Regions from separate parts of the Mus musculus genome. Here regions 2 and 3 are each linked to region 1. A link is a contact called in public Hi-C data. All regions are on one chromosome and are shown on one strand. The core of a region is the stretch at or near the end of the contact, and the rest is flanking DNA. Distances in the headings are between cores, read along the strand shown. Region 1 has its middle 160 kb from the start of Gm15521. Region 2 has its middle 7.6 kb from the start of Gm26435. Region 3 has its middle 100 kb from the start of Gm26435.

What was found. A called contact is a pair of places that touch in the nucleus more often than the background predicts.
Region 2: a Hi-C map of cerebellar granule neurons shows a contact between it and region 1, with 2.3 times the contacts expected there. The contact joins two enhancer-like sites. A contact is called at or near these places in 2 of 484 Hi-C or Micro-C datasets (cerebellar granule neurons and nephron progenitors), 2 of 115 datasets of contacts at active chromatin or transcription factors (embryonic basal ganglia and embryonic midbrain) and 1 of 9 other capture datasets (embryonic stem cells).
Region 3: a contact with region 1 is called in a Hi-C map of cerebellum, with 1.9 times the contacts expected there. The contact joins two enhancer-like sites. A contact is called at or near these places in 1 of 484 Hi-C or Micro-C datasets (cerebellum) and 1 of 115 datasets of contacts at active chromatin or transcription factors (embryonic basal ganglia).

Annotation. Positions count from the first base shown.
Region 1 is chr9:29,788,489-29,793,561 of GRCm38.p6, forward strand. It overlaps a transcript of Ntm not described here. Among named protein-coding and RNA genes, the nearest start is that of Gm15521, 160 kb to the left of the region's middle. Within about 2 kb of position 2,798, at least 27 of the 459 cell types and tissues checked have an H3K27ac peak or open chromatin away from gene starts, as enhancers often do. A contact at or near this core is called in cerebellar granule neurons, cerebellum and embryonic basal ganglia, where this site is marked.
Region 2 is chr9:30,281,854-30,286,926 of GRCm38.p6, forward strand. No RefSeq gene overlaps it. Among named protein-coding and RNA genes, the nearest start is that of Gm26435, 7.6 kb to the right of the region's middle. Within about 2 kb of position 2,833, at least 37 of the 459 cell types and tissues checked have an H3K27ac peak or open chromatin away from gene starts, as enhancers often do. A contact at or near this core is called in cerebellar granule neurons and embryonic basal ganglia, where this site is marked.
Region 3 is chr9:30,188,242-30,193,314 of GRCm38.p6, forward strand. No RefSeq gene overlaps it. Among named protein-coding and RNA genes, the nearest start is that of Gm26435, 100 kb to the right of the region's middle. Within about 2 kb of position 3,085, at least 5 of the 459 cell types and tissues checked have an H3K27ac peak or open chromatin away from gene starts, as enhancers often do. A contact at or near this core is called in cerebellum, where this site is marked.

The DNA of each region.
Region 1 (5,073 bases), core at 1,548-4,047:
GAGTAAATTCTTTGGAATGTTTGAACACACACCCGCCCCCACCAACCAGGAGGCCAAGAGTATTTTTGCTTAAAGCAAAGCAGGTAATCTCCTCTATAAGCCTCACACCCATCAGATGACACTCTTAGCCTCCTGGTTGGTGGGGACTGAGTGTCCGTTTCTCCAATTAAAAAAAAATGAAATTGGCCAAGAGGTAAACCATGGCTTGGTTTAACTGACACAGATATATGCTCAGAAGGTGTACACAAACTCTTGAGAGTGGAAGGAGAGGAGACACCAAGCTTCAGTGAATGACTTTCAACACACCACCCTCCCTGCCTCCTCTCTCGGGTGGAAAAAAAAAGAGGGACCTACAACTTCATCCATGAAACCTAGCGCATGAGGCTTTGCACAATCAGCATTTCTTTTAAGTAAAAGTAAAACATTCTCTCACGGTATAAAATTCAAATACAACAGCAGGATGAGAGATAAAATGTAAATTCTCGCCTCCCCATCCTGAAGCTAACTACCCATATGGAAAACGGTTTGCATCTTTCTGTGCTTGGCAAGCAACCCATGATCAGATTCAGTAACCGTTCCCTGGCGCTTGCCTCATTGCATTCTCCTCGGCCAGGTGTGGTTATTTCCAGTAGTTCACATGTTCTGGGCTATTTCATCTTATCAAGCTTTTACCCAGGCGGTACCTGCGACCTAAAATCTATTCTGTCCCCAGCCTATCTTGCCATCTGCTGTTGACACCTTTAACTGGGTTTCACTGTTCCCAACATCACTCTCTGCAGAGGTTCCTAAGATGCCTCCATACAGCTGCCTGGCATTGCTAGCCCTCAGAGATGAATGTCTGAAGTTAATTGATCTTTGAGTCCTGGACATGTTTTGCCATTGGTAGAGTCCTTTTGCCTCGCATGCCTGGAATTCTGGGTTCAGTCCCCAGCTGCATAAAGAGCACATGACTATAATTCCAGCACTGAGGAGGTAGAGGTAGAAGGGTCAGGCTTTCAAAAGACCCTATATCCAGAAAAGAAGTTGTCCTTACAAGCCTTTCTCCCTCTTTCAGACACAGCTACTAACAAGTTAGGATCTGTTTGCTGACAACCTAACAAAGAGATAAAGCGAGTGATAAAGAGCTTAGAGAACATCAGTGAGATGAGTGAAGGATGGATGGACAGGTGGATGGATGGATGAATGGATAAATGAACTGATGTACTAAATGTGTCAGGTCCTAATTAGGAAAGCCCTCTAATCACTTGCTGTGACTAAAAGAAAAAGGAGAATGAGAAACTCGAAAGAGAGGAAGGGTAATTGTATAGCAAAAATAAAAAGCAGAGAAGTCTGAAAGCCGTCGAAAAGAAAGCATATATAAGAGAAAAGAAAGAGAAAGAAACAAACAAAAATGCAGAGAAATGCAAGGTCTCCCACACCTCTAAATAGCCAGTATGATAAGCCATTCCAATCACACTCAGGTATTTACCTAGACCTGTTTATTATCATCCCAGAAATGATAGTGCTTTTCATAGTTCTGTGCCTTAGCCTCTCTAAATTTGCAGAGAATGGGTTCTGGCTGGCTTAGACTCAACAGTCCATTGGGGAACACAGTATTGTCTGAATTACTGGGACAGTGCTAAGAGAAATGTTATTTCTGTAGGTAAATCAACTGGCATCTGTAAGAGGAAGTGAACTTTAACAGCAAAGCAGTGGTATTGCAGGAAGTCTGGGACCTTCTGACAAAGGAACAGGGTGTGGATTGATTCCGAGACCACAGTGGCCTGTCCCCTTCCTCTAGCCACACTGCAGTTTTGGGCACTCAGAGATCAAGGCCCCGGGGTTTGCCCACAGAGCTCTCCCATGGGTTATAGCCTTCCCAAGGAATGCCTCGGAGACCCAGCGTTCCTCTTCCATGCAGCTCCCTGTGCCATATGGCCATAGGGAGGGGAGCATCTTGAAAAATACAAAAATCACAAGTTTAACACAATGCAGAAACTCATGACTATAATCCCAGCACCTGGCTGGCAGATGCAAATATATCCCAAGTTCAAGGCCTGGCCTAAGCCCAACCGTATCCCAAATAGAATCTCCAAATTTCAATTTACAGCTCAACAAGAAGATAATGTGGTAATTGGTCTGAGATCTACCATCCCTGGCTCAGGAAGGAAAGCATTGAGAAATGAGGTAGCCTGGGGCTCAGTAGAGCTAAACTTCTCTTTATTTTGCCTTTTGAGACCTAGATATTCTTATCATAGGAGGAGGAATCCTTCAATCAGGACTAGAGGAAGGGCAAAGGCTTTGCTGAATCAGAAAAATGAGTTTATAACTGGCACAATTCAGCAGCGGTGGGAAAGGTGACATCAAGTTACCAGGAAAAGGACAGAATCAAGTCTCAACAAGAGGTCAGAAGATGCAAACATGGAGAACTGAACCTCAGACCAGTAGGGGCTTGACCATTTTCGGAACGGTGGGCTGTGAAAAAGTCATCTTCCTTTTTTTATATGCCTTCAATAATTCAACTTTTCAAAGCAAATTGTATTAATTTCAAAATTAGAAAAAAGATCGAATGTAGGAGAGAAAATTGTTTTATTCTAAGTGCTAGGGAGATTGTTTTAGGAAACAGAGAGCCCCAAGATTTGATCACTGTGGTCTCAGAGGCAGATCCAAATTCTTTCTCCGTAACTGGTCCTTTTGTGTTCTCTAGGGACCAGGCTGAGGTGTAAGACCAGGTCTGGCCGTGGGGTAGAGGCCATGTGAAGCCAGGCAGCACTGTTGGATGCAGCCCCAGCCTCCTTGCTGGGAGGGAGGAGAGGCCACCTGCCTGGTGTGTTTGCTAACACGCAGGAGCTGCGGCCTGTAATCATCATTAGCTCTCTTTGGTGTTTACTGACTGTTATTAATTAGAATGAGCAAACTTGGCATTAATGCGCCTGCCATAAGGATGAAGGCTCTCTCCAAACAGCCATGCGGCATGAGCAGCTAGACAGGGACTCATTTACCAACTGTTACCAGGAAAAAGAGGAACCACACACACCAGCTGACATAGGACTGAGAGAATTGAGAAGGGGCTGAGGCCCGTGTTTGTCTGGAAGTTCAGTGTTCCGAGGACCTACATTGGAGCAAAGGAAAGCAAAGCCTCTGCCTAGTTCATGAGGGAGCTGCTTGCTGGTTTTGGGGTAGCCTCCAAGAGAAGCGCAGGCAAAATCCTGTGGTTCTTGGTCACCAGACACAGCTCATTCCTGGCTTCAGCTGCAGAGTCAGGGATCAGAAAGTCACTGAGCACAGTTGGCTGCACAAGCAGGTGGCAGATATCCTGCTGTCTTCAGGGAAGAGCATATCTTTTGATGAGTCTTGGACAAGACTGGATTGCCCAGTGGTGCACAGTTGCCAAGAAAGGTAAAGCATTTTCGAGTGTTATGATCTCTCACAGAATCTTGCATCACCGTGCCTCTCTATAAGTGATCCTGTGTGTGCTCTCTACCTAACAATTCATCTTCCAAAGAATGTACGCTGTGGGAAATACAGAAGACAAGGGACACAGGGGGACATGGTGGGTAGAGAACAGGGTTAATTTCCTTCTGCATAGCTAGGTGGTCTGGGATGCAGACAAGAGTCTCTAGAGTCTAGAGGAGATGGCAGAGTTTCAAGCACTCACAAGTAGAATGTACAAGAATACACAAAAGATTTGAAGTAGGAAACATGCATTCTACTCAGAGAAGTCACAAACTAATCTTCAGTTTTCCCAACAGCGGCTGAGCCATTGACCACTGTGGGTTAAGGCTTCCAAGTAGAAGACACCAAGGTCATGTCCTACAGGCTCTGGACCTTTTAGTTTGCATGGTCTAGAGAATCACTGTTTACTTTCCCAGAGGAAGCAGCCTGGTTCAGACACACTGTCGTTGGGTCATTTCCGACCATCCAGAACATTTAGCCTTGACATCAATCAGTGTGGGAAAAAGACTGCTGTGAATCAAAGCTGACACCCCTTCATTTTTTCTGTCCTCCATCTTCCCTTTGCTGCCTGTGCCCGACTCTGCATCTTGTGTTGATCCATGACTCCCTGACTGCCTCTGCAACCCGTAGACATCTATACTCTGAGTTGAATAAGGAGTAGAAGAGGGGTGTGAAGAAAGGTAATGGGTGCTGATACATGAGGACACAAGAACTGGAGTAGATTTGGGAAAGAAGGAAGACTGGGGAAAGAATAGGCTTGACATCGGTGTCACTAAAACCATTAGAGATTGCAGATAGCTCTACCCACAAAAGCTCTAAGGTGTATTTCTCACATTTCTGAGAACTTAGTTGCTACTAGGTAGAAAGTCCACAGAGTCACAGGGATCCATGGTAAACACTATCAGTCCCTGTCATTGTCACGGGTCAAACACCTAGAATTCACAAGTGCAGCTGTGAAGGGGGAGCAGGGGCGATGGTCTCTGCCTTTCCTTCCTCTGTTGGATGTCTGGTAACACACAGGACATCTGCAGAAGTGCACACAGCTTCAAGGCCTCCTTGACCTTCTAACCAGAGCTGGGTCTGACCATCTGGGTCCGATGTTCTCTGTGGTCCTGTTAGAAGTTGCCCTTCCTTGAGTGAGAATGGAGCATGGAAATGGAAAGCACAGTTGGGAGCTGTCCAAGGTCAATACCTGTATTTTATTTATATTTCTAGCCCTCTATAGCCTGTGTCTAGAGCAGCCTGTAGCTATAAGTGAATGAAGCAGAGGTCTTCTGGAAGCTGCTTTTCTGTCAAAACTGAAACATGTTTACTAGCAAACCATTACGGGATAGATATACTCAGTTAATTTTGAACCAGTGTGCAAAGAAACCAGCATACACGTTTTAAAGTTAAGTTAGATGTTAGAGACTATACGAAGTGTAGGGAGGAAAGAGGTGGCATTTCTGAGCAGCTCCTTCACCTCTAACAAGCAAGGACCCTAAAGTATCCTGTCTAATCCAACCCTAACCATGATCTTGTAAGTAGGTGCCATCATTCTCCTCCAGTCACTACCTATCAGCATTCTCATGCAGCCATGACTGCACTGTCTAAGGACTGGTGTCAGAGGATAGTCTGCTGCTGTATAAGGAGCATAGA
Region 2 (5,073 bases), core at 1,583-4,082, 490 kb after region 1:
CATCTTTGTGTCTGCATTTCCTTTAGACAGGGACAATCCTGGTTAAAAATTTTGAGATGGGTGGGAGCCATCCACCCATCCACTGGGAGCCATGTCCATCTACTGGAGGTGGTGTCTTCAGGTTCTATCTCCCTGCTGTTGGGTATTTTGGCTAATGTCATCCCCATTGGGTCCTGGGAGCCTCTTGCATCCCTGGTGTCTGGGAATTTCTAGTAGTTCCCAGAGTTGTTCCCCTTCCCCCACTGTTACTTATTTCTACTTGTCAGGGGATATATATATATATATATATATATATATATATATATATATATATATTTAGGTTGATGCTTGTGAGGAAGAGTAGGGAATGGAGCTGTCTACTCCCAGGGTCCTTCACAGGTTGGAGTGGGGCACATGGTCCAGCCAGTACCTTGAAAATGAAAGATAGGAAGAGAGGAACTGTCTCCTGGAGACTCACATAATAATGGCACCGGATTTGGGAGATAACGAAGGAAATTCTTCCAAGTGTGTACATAAGCAGAGGGTTTGTGCATAGGTTATGAAACTAGGAAGGAAACCACATAGAGGTGGTAGAAGGTGACACATGACAGCTCTGTGAAAGGTGTAAGGGATGCAAGGGGAAGAAGCAGCAGGAAAATTAACAACAATAAATCATTTGATAATGTCATAGTGAAACCCAGAGTTCCATGTGCTAGCTCAAAGTCTTAAAATTATAAGGTGCAATATTAATGTTCTGGTTTTAAAAACAGAACAAATACCACAACAGATAATCTATCTTCACCCCTCCCTCTTCCATCAGGTAGGTAATCCTTAGGGATGAAAGACCCTTATGAGCCAGTAACAAATGCTTATGACTAAAAATTCAAGCCCTCACTTTTAGCCTACACATGACACACAGTCACTTGGAAATGAAAGTCCTCTCCTACTGAAGATGCAGGAGAGTTGGGAGCCAGTCAGCAAGAGCTGAGGAGGGGTCTCGTGAAGGAGTGACACGAAGCCATGACCTACAGGATCAATGCGATTCAATTAAATAGCAGGGTGAGGGAGATCAAGAAGAGTCCACTCCCAACATCCTTTGCAAATGTCAACACATGAAAATTAAATCAGGGCAAATGCCGTGCTTAAGTGATAAGGGGAGCAAAGAGACCAACTTGGTTGTCTTTGTTAATTTATCAGAAACTCAAACCTATTGGAAAGTTCAGAGATACCCTTGTTGCTTAGAGCCCTCTCTGGACACATGCCAGTGCTAGTGCTCTGAGTTACTTGGGGCCCTCTCAGCTCCGCACTTTTGTAGCCTTTGCCTTGGGCATTGGCCACCAAACCCAAATGGGCAGGTAGCAAAGCAGCCTACTGTGCGGCTTGGCTTGTCTGTCGTGAATTTGCATAGAGCAGGTGGCTCTCGCCCTATGTAGGACAGAGAAGCTGCTACCCTTTGCTAACCTCTGCCAATTTTGCTCCTCCCATGCTCCAGCCTGCTGTGCTTTGTCACTGCCCAAGCACAGGTAGTCACCTGGTGCAGCAGATGTCCCCAATGGCCATAGTACAGATGTCCCCAGGCATCTCTCTGTATGGGCCTCTTTCACACAGCTGATAAGGAGGGCTTTCCAAATACAGATCCATCATGCCCTTCTCCTACTGAGGAACCCAGGAGGCTGCCGTATAGAATATGGTCCAAACTCTTTAGCGTGACATAACGAACCTCCGCAATCTATCTTCTCCTCAATTCGCCAGATTCCTCTTTCACGCTTCTCCCCCGCTCTCATGCTACACTTGCCGCTTGTCATTTTCTCCATGCAGAATGGCCTTTTCCAGCTGCTCTGGGTCTGGACAAGCTGTATTCTCTGCATGGCATTCTGACACCCAGCTCTTATGTGGCCTCCTCTGATAGCCCTCACAGTAGACAAGGGAAAAGGCTTGCCTTTGAAAGTCTTCTGTTGTGATAGCCAATGAGAGGATAATCAGCTTCACGGGTCTTAGAATCACTTAGAGACAAAGCTTGTGAGGGAGCTTCTAGATAGAATTGGGATGGGAAGACCCACCCACAGTGTGTGCAGCCCAATTCCATAAGCAGGTTCCTGAGCGAATATAAAAGAGAAAGCCGGCCAAGCTTGGCAGCTCTCTGCTTTCTGACTACAGAGGCAATGTGGCCAGCTGCCACCATGATTTACCAAATGTGATGGACCATATACCTCAAACCATGTTCCAAAATAACCCTTCTTCCCTGAAGTTGCTTATGGCAAACATCACAACATCGAGGAGAAAAGTAACTTACATGTAGTAATACCCTAAGGGAGCCTGTTTTAATAAAACCCAGAACAAAGGTGGCTTCCACCAGGGAAAATGGGTTGTACCTGGCCCACTTTGACCGTGTGATTCTCCTCCTTCTCTGAAACACCCCCCCCAACTGAACTCCTTGTCGTTCGTTATACCTTAATAATTTTCTTTGCTTTCCACTTCCCTTTTGTTTCAGTTCCCAGGGAATGAACATCAGCCAAAAAATTAAGCAGCTGAGGGGACTCCACTTGTACCCTAAGTAAATGTGTGGGCTCCCTGATGCCAACGTCATCTCCCACCTCTGTTTTGGGCTTTATTAAAACAGGATCTCACTTAGGATGTTTTTGCCTCGGTTTCCAGAGTGCTGGGATTTCCAGCCTGTGCTGCACTGGGCCACCTTACCCTAGTTACTTGTGCTTTTGAGCCCAGAGGCTGTGAATTATTGCATTGATTAGACATAGGCATTCTTCACAGCCTCTCCCTCCTACCCTCCCCCAGCCTCTGCTAAGAATAGTTCTACACTGGCCCTGCTGAAAGCCTGAAGTCGGCTGCTGTCCCACCCCACTGTCTAAGAAGAGGGCGGCTCTCATCAGCAGCTGAGGCTGTGTTGTTCTGACATTGTCACTCCTCTTTCCCGTCAGTCTTTCTTCCCCTTTCCACACAGGCGCTTCATCTGCTCCTCCTTTGAAAGAGGACTCTTGCAGCACGTTCTCTCCACCCGACAGGTGTGGGGAATGACCCGGACCCTCCACTGGGGGCCGTTTGCTTTGATGCTGTGGCTTTATAGAGCATCATTTGTATTCAGCCCTTCCCTCCTGCTCTTGCCCAGTGTGTTTTGATGAGCTTCTCTCTGCACTCATATTGTCTCAGTCGTTAACCACCCATTTGCAAGTCTGTAATTTACTTTTGATCATTCATTTTATGAGGCACACAGGGTAAAAAGCAGATCCTGTGCCTCTCTTCCTTCTTCCCCACTTCCTCAGTCTGGTTCGAAGCTAAAGACTCTCCCGTTCACATACTCCATGACTTTATCGGGTCGCGGAGCCCTGAGCCACCTTGACCTCTAGGAGAGGTCTTCTTTGTGATTCTCCCTTCCGAGCTGGTTCATTAGCTCACCCCTGCCTGCTCTTTGGGGATCCGCTTCTCTGGGAAATGGAGTCATTGGTGCAGGCAGTTCTTTGTGAGTTTATGTATATGAGAGTCCTGACAGCAAGAGGAATGTCTAGCAGAATGGATAGAATTGTTATGCCAAGAGCTAAGCCCCGAGAGGAGCTACAGTAATGCCTGGGGCCCAGCAACTCCAGGCCAGCTCATATTCTACAGCCATCTTTTGTATGGACAGAAACAGTCTCAGCCCAGGATAAGAAGCTGCCAGCCCCACCGAGCAGGAGCTCTAAAGTCATGGCTGCATGAACATCCTTTAAGTGAACATCAGCAGTAGATAAAGTCCAACTCCTCTTCTCACTGACCAGAAAGGTCTACTTGAGCTCAGTGTCTGGGGCTTGGTTCCCAAGGCATTCGTTTTCTGCCTTTTTCTCAAGGCAAGCTTAAACAGCCAGCGTGGAAAGGTGCCCTCATATGTATTCTCCATTGTAAAGGCCTTCATGAAAACGTCTCTGACTGATGTAGTCATGGCAAGTCTATGAAGCCTGAATTCAGTGATGGGTGTGCCAATCACATCCACCCCAGACAGCCTTCTATGCATGTGCAGGCACTATGCTGCCTATTGGCTTCCTTCCTTTCATAGCTCTTACACCTTCCTAAGTAGCGCCATTTCTCTGATCACACGTTGCACGCTTTCCCCTTTATATTCCAAAGTGGGAGCTTTTGAAAATGAAAGCAGGCCTGTAAGCATGTGTATAGAGGGAGGCAGCCATAAAATTACTTCAGCTACCTCTGGTTACCATTTGCCAAGGTCCCACCCCTAGAGGCTTTTCTCAATATGAAAAGATACAGAATTATACCTTTTCCAAGATTATACTTGCATAAACATTAAGTGACTTCAATTTAATGTGAGGGTTCATGCAAAACAGGTGACCTAAGTGTTGGTTTGATTGCATATGCCATGATACCACCGGAAGTCAATGTTTCCTTTCAGAATGTGTTCTGAATTCATACAAGGATTTTCAACAGGATACCATCTGCTGCTGAGATGCAGCAGTGTTGTTTGTGGTTGGTTGGTTGGTTGGTTGGTTGGTTATTGATTCTTTGGTTCTTTGGTTGGTCAGATGGTTGCTTGTTTCATCAGTTTTATAGATCCAAAGGTTTGCTCCAACTATCTTGGATGTGTGCAGATCATTTCTGGACCAAAATGTCTCTCCATCAACGAAAATTTAAAACCCATCAAGAAGAACATAAAGACAGTTAGGGAAAAGCCTTTCTCCTCAGAGGGATTGGTCATCTAGGCATCTAAGAAGCAGTTTTGAAGTGAGGTAGCCCAATCACAAAAGAACTCACATGATATGTACTCACTGATAAGTGGATATTAGCCCAGAAACTTAGAATACCCAAGATACAAGATACAATTTGCAGAACACATGAAACTCAAGAAGAACAAAGACCAAAGTGTGGACACTTTGCCCCTTCTTAGAATTGGGAACAAAACACCCATGGAAGGAGTTACAGAGACAAAGTTTGGAGCTGTGATGAAAGGATGGACCATATCCGGGGACTGCCATACCCGGGGATCCATCCCATAATCAGCCTCCGAACGCTGACACCATTGCATACACCAGCAAGATTTTGCTTAAAGGACCCTGATATAGCTGTCTCTTATGAGGCTATGCCGGGCCTAGCAAA
Region 3 (5,073 bases), core at 1,835-4,334, 400 kb after region 1:
CACAGATATCTTTTCAGGCCCTATTCTTTAGTAAATGGCTCAGCCCTTTTGATGAAATAGAGTTAGGGATTGGATTTCCTTAGTAAACACAAACTCATTCATTCGAAGACAAAGTATTAGTCAAGTCCCCACCATGTTAGAAGCCACCAGGAGGTTGGCAGACAACTAGAAATAGGATACATTATTTGCCATGACAGGTAAGCCTCAAAGCTGAAAATGGAATTTTAAGCAATTAAGACTCTGTAAGGCTGTAGGAGAATTAATACAGGAGTCACTCAACAGGGCTTGAGATGACCAGGAAAGACTTTGTGAATTTCATAGCATTTGTTCATGCTGTTCTGGATGCGTATTTACTCTCCTTTTAATGATTTTATTTTAATCTTTGAGGTTATCTTGAACTCTCCTCAATTTTCAAACTTTACAATTGAATTCTACATAATCCCTAAAGTTACCGTTAAATTGAATAGGTCCCAAAGTCACACCCTTCCATGAAAAGTAACATGTAAACATCCTATTTCTATGGCCCCTAGACAATCAGATTCCATTATTAAATAATACATTTTAAAAAACATATTGGAATAGATTCATAAGGCAGTTTTTTAAAAAGCCTCATAAAGCTTGAACATCTGGAACAGTAAGAAAACGTTTGTGAAATGTATAGAGAATGGTCTGGCCCAGCGTGGAGGGAAGAACTTTCTAAAGAATCAGCAGTTGAGGGTTAGGAAGAAAGAAGATCATGGCATGCAAGATGGAGAGATGGGGGAAGCAAAGGATAAAAAGGACACTTGAGAGGCATGTGGAGGGACTTGTGACCCGGTGAGATAGCCAGGTCTTTGTCTCTTGAGCATTGTGAAACTTCTTCCATCACTGTACATAACCAGCTCTTTGTTCCTTAGAGACCACTCAGATTCTACTTGGAAATCAGACTGAGGGCAGTGACAGTGGAAATGGCATTCAAGGGCTCATTGCATGAAGCAGGGGATATGATGGGAAAAGAAGTGGGCTTGGAAATTGTTAAGATTTGTTTTATTTTATGTGAATGAGTTTTGTCTTGGGGGGGTCTGTCCGTGTGCTCCTAGTACACTAAAAGGCCAGAAGAGGGCATCAGCTCCCATGGAACTGTAGCTACAGATGGTGTGAGCTTTAGTTCTGGTGCTGAGAACCAAGCCAGGTCTTCTGGAAGAGCAGCGAGTGATCTTACCTGAGCCATCTCTCCAGCTTCTGGCCAAAAGTTTTAAGATGAAGGAGGCAGCTACGAAATGAAAGAAGACGTACCAGGTTTTTACCCTGGTTTTAGTTATACTGGGAATCCAAGCAAGGAGTTGGTGCTTTCAAAAAAATTCAGTTTCTATTTGTTTGTTGCAGACAAATATAGGGGTGGGATGCTAAAACTGATTTCACAGAACAGAGAATAGGAAGAATAAAGATTAATGTATACACATGGAGGCAATATACAAAGAGCCATTGCTGTCATCTGAATGTTCCTTCTGCCTCCAACTGAGGGACAGGTTGGTGCCTTATATCGAAATAAGCTAGAAACCAGTTTATTTTTCCTTTCAAAGAGGTGTCTCCAATTGCTGCATTCCCCCATATGAACCTATTCAACTGTTAACATTTTCTTAAGAAAGGGAAGAGGGAAAGGGAAGGAGGGATAAGAGAGGCAAAAGGAAAAGAAAAGCTAAGAAACTTTCTGAATTCCCCGAAATAATGATTCCAGAGTGTATCAAAATCATTGTTTATTTTGCCCCTATTCTGCAATTATATCATAACTTACTGGCTTTTCAAATAATGAACAGATTAATAGTCTTCATATTTTTCATCTTAATACAAATAATTCTACTGAACTTCTGACCAGAGTTCATGAAAGAAACTCTGGAATGTAGAGCAGAACTCACCCAAATTGAGATGGGTTGCCAATCACTGCATGTCTTCTGCACACTTCCTTTTTGGTAGCTAGCCACCTGCTCACTCTAGCTTTTTCTCCTGTTGGCTCCATCCCACTGATGGCTTTGTTCCTAGAACCTTCGCTCTACGGCATGTCAAATGCTTCCGAGAGTTTGGAGCAATGGGCTCTGTCTCCTAGTGCCAAACCCAAACATGCCAACTGTACAGGAATCCAGGGTAGTGGGGTGAACCCCATCTGCCCTTGTACCTCTTTTCCTTCCAGCCTCTGCTGGCCTCCCCCAAGCTGTGACAGTCTCTTTCTCTCCGAGAATGACCGAGTCACCTTGAAGCAGCCCTCAGTGGGGTTTGCAACAATGTGACTAAAAAGACCCTGCCAGCCTAGAAGATAATTATCTTAATAAGAAAATGTCTTTGAAAACATAGATTCTACAAACTACTTCTTCATCTCCAGACTTGAACCAAGTGTACAGCTCCATCTCAAAATATGATCTTGGAATGAAATTAATATTGATTAGGAAGGGTTTTCTTTTTAAAGAGGACTCTATGGAAGATAATAAAAATTATTTCAGATTAGGAGGTGGGGAAATAAGATGAGAATAAAAATGAAGTATTAGCAAAGCACTATAAAATGACAATAAAATCCAGTGTTGTTAAATCACCAAGTTAATTACGCGAAGAGTCTAGGAAAGTATATTAAGTTATTACCAAATTGTGTGACCTGTTTCTTCTTTAATGGATATGGTTTTGAGGTGGGCACGTGAGGGCAGGAGACTGAATTTTAGAACTACAGATTGAATTACATTAAAGATTCTCATGTTCTCAATTATCAGCCCACCATGAACAAGTCTAATGTGTGCTTAGGCGTCACTCTTCTCAGGGAGCCTACAGCCAGTCAGAGGACACTGGAGCAGGTACCATGATTAAACCAAACATATACTGAAGGGGACCAAAACGAAGAGAGATTTGAGTTCTACTAGAGGAATCAAAAGATCACCAGCCACCAAGCCACCATGGCCACCAAGCCACCATGGCCACCAACACTATGGTAGAAGTGGGCAATTCTTGTATGTATTTTGGGCTTGCTCAGCTGAAGGAAATGCAGAGCTGGGACCTGCTTCTTTCTGGAGGTAGGCTCAACACAGTAAAAGATGTAACTCCTATTGACAGTCTCCCAGACAGAACAGATGCCCAGGCAGGGCTCCAGATCAGAAAATAGCAGGGAGTGGATGCTAAGCTGATATTTAGAGCAAGGGACAAGTTCAGGAGCAAAAAGGGAGAAATTAGTCCCCATGTGGCACTGACTGTACATAGAAAGGACTCCATGAGACCATGAGATTCCTTAGCTGTGTGTTACCTTTATGCATTAGTGGGGTACTGTATGTCAGAGCAGTCAAGAACAAGGATGAGATTGGCAAGCTGCTCCCCTTCTATCCTGACTCCATTACTAATTAGCAGAACAATCTTGAAAATGTTATTTACTCTTTCTCTGCCTCCCTTCATTACCTTTAAAATGGGAATAGTCATAAGACTTACCTCATGGGGCTATTGTAAACATTGAATAAGAAGATATTGTACTCAATGGACTCAAGATAATTCCCAGCATGAAGTAAGCACTCAATAATTATTGACTGCAAAGTATTTGTCATTAATATAACTGAATTTTAATAAAGCCTTGAGTTACTGAGTGCTTATACAATTTTGAAACTGTGAATGAAGACATAGGGCCTTGTCTCAGGGGCATGTTGAATGAGTATAAAAGGGTGTGTCATAAAGAAAAATAATGAGTTGTCCAAGCAAGAAATAGGACTCAGAAACTTAAAGAAGGCTGTAGGGAAGGCTCAGCATCCTGAGGTCCAGGAGCTGTGTCATTCAGCTTTCTAGCACTATGTTAAATGCCAGTGAGAGTCAAGTTAGAAAGAGAGATGATTGATTTGGACTAACCAGATTTGGAGATTCCAGCCCACAGTCATCTGCCCACATTGAGTCTGTGAAAAGAATCCCACAGCCATAGTGTGAGGCACAGAGACATAGCAGAAAAGTTCATTTTATAGCTAGAAAACAAGGGAGGAAGAAGGGGAAGGGAAAGGAAGAAGAGAAGCAAAAGGAGGAGGAGAGAGGATGTAGGGTCTCACAATCCCTTTCAAGAGCATACCTTTAATGACCTAAGTACCTCTGCATGCTCAACCTCTCAACATGCAATAACTCCTCCCTGATGGCCATGCCTTTTAACATTCATATCCAAACTGGCACAGGGTCCTTCTTTGCCATGACACTGACTGTTATAAGACAATGTTGAAGGGACGGGCTTTTATTTTCCTAGCGGAATTTTATGCTAATGCTCAAAATGAAATTGAAAGTCATGTCATCCACTTGCCTAAAATCTCACAGTAACCGTTATGGGGATGAATTGGATACTCCTAATCTTTCAGGATGATTCCCAGGGTAGCTTCTGGATATTTCACCCAAGACAATGGCTTCCAAAACAGACAGGGGTATGCATGCACACAGACATGGAGAGATCCCTCATGGTGTCACACGTTGAGCCTGTGAAAGAGCCATGGAGAACAAAGCCTAAGAGAAAGAAACATACAGGACTTGTTCATCCACAAAGATGTCTAGGCCAACATGGCCAGTCTTAACATACAGAGATATTAAGTGAACATTCTATCTTCTGGACTGGTCTATAATTTTATAGGCGAGTTGAAAGAGGAACAGAGAAAATCTAGTTAGGAATCTGACAGTAGATACAACTTTTCAAAGAAGTAATACTGCTATAAAATGAGGATGACAGTGGGGTTCAGCTGATGGTAACAGTCTGGTACCAGTTAGCAGATGGTAACTGTTGAGCTATCTCAGGATTACTGAATTGATATCTTATCACCACTTCATTTGGGAACTGGGTGTATCCTCAGGGCCCTGACTACTCAGACATTATGTGGATGTAAGAAATGCCAGGTTTTTGCGCATCTACATCCATTTTAGATTTATTGTTGGCTGCATGTGAATGAGTTGATATCCCCTAAATCCAACCTTCTAACCCTGACTTCTTCCCAGAATATTACAGATGTCCTTCTTTGCTTCCCTCGCAGTATTCTTCCTAGCACACCTAAAACCAGGGGGCTTTCTTCCTCCCTGATCTCTTTCCCTTCTTGAATTTCCAAATACATT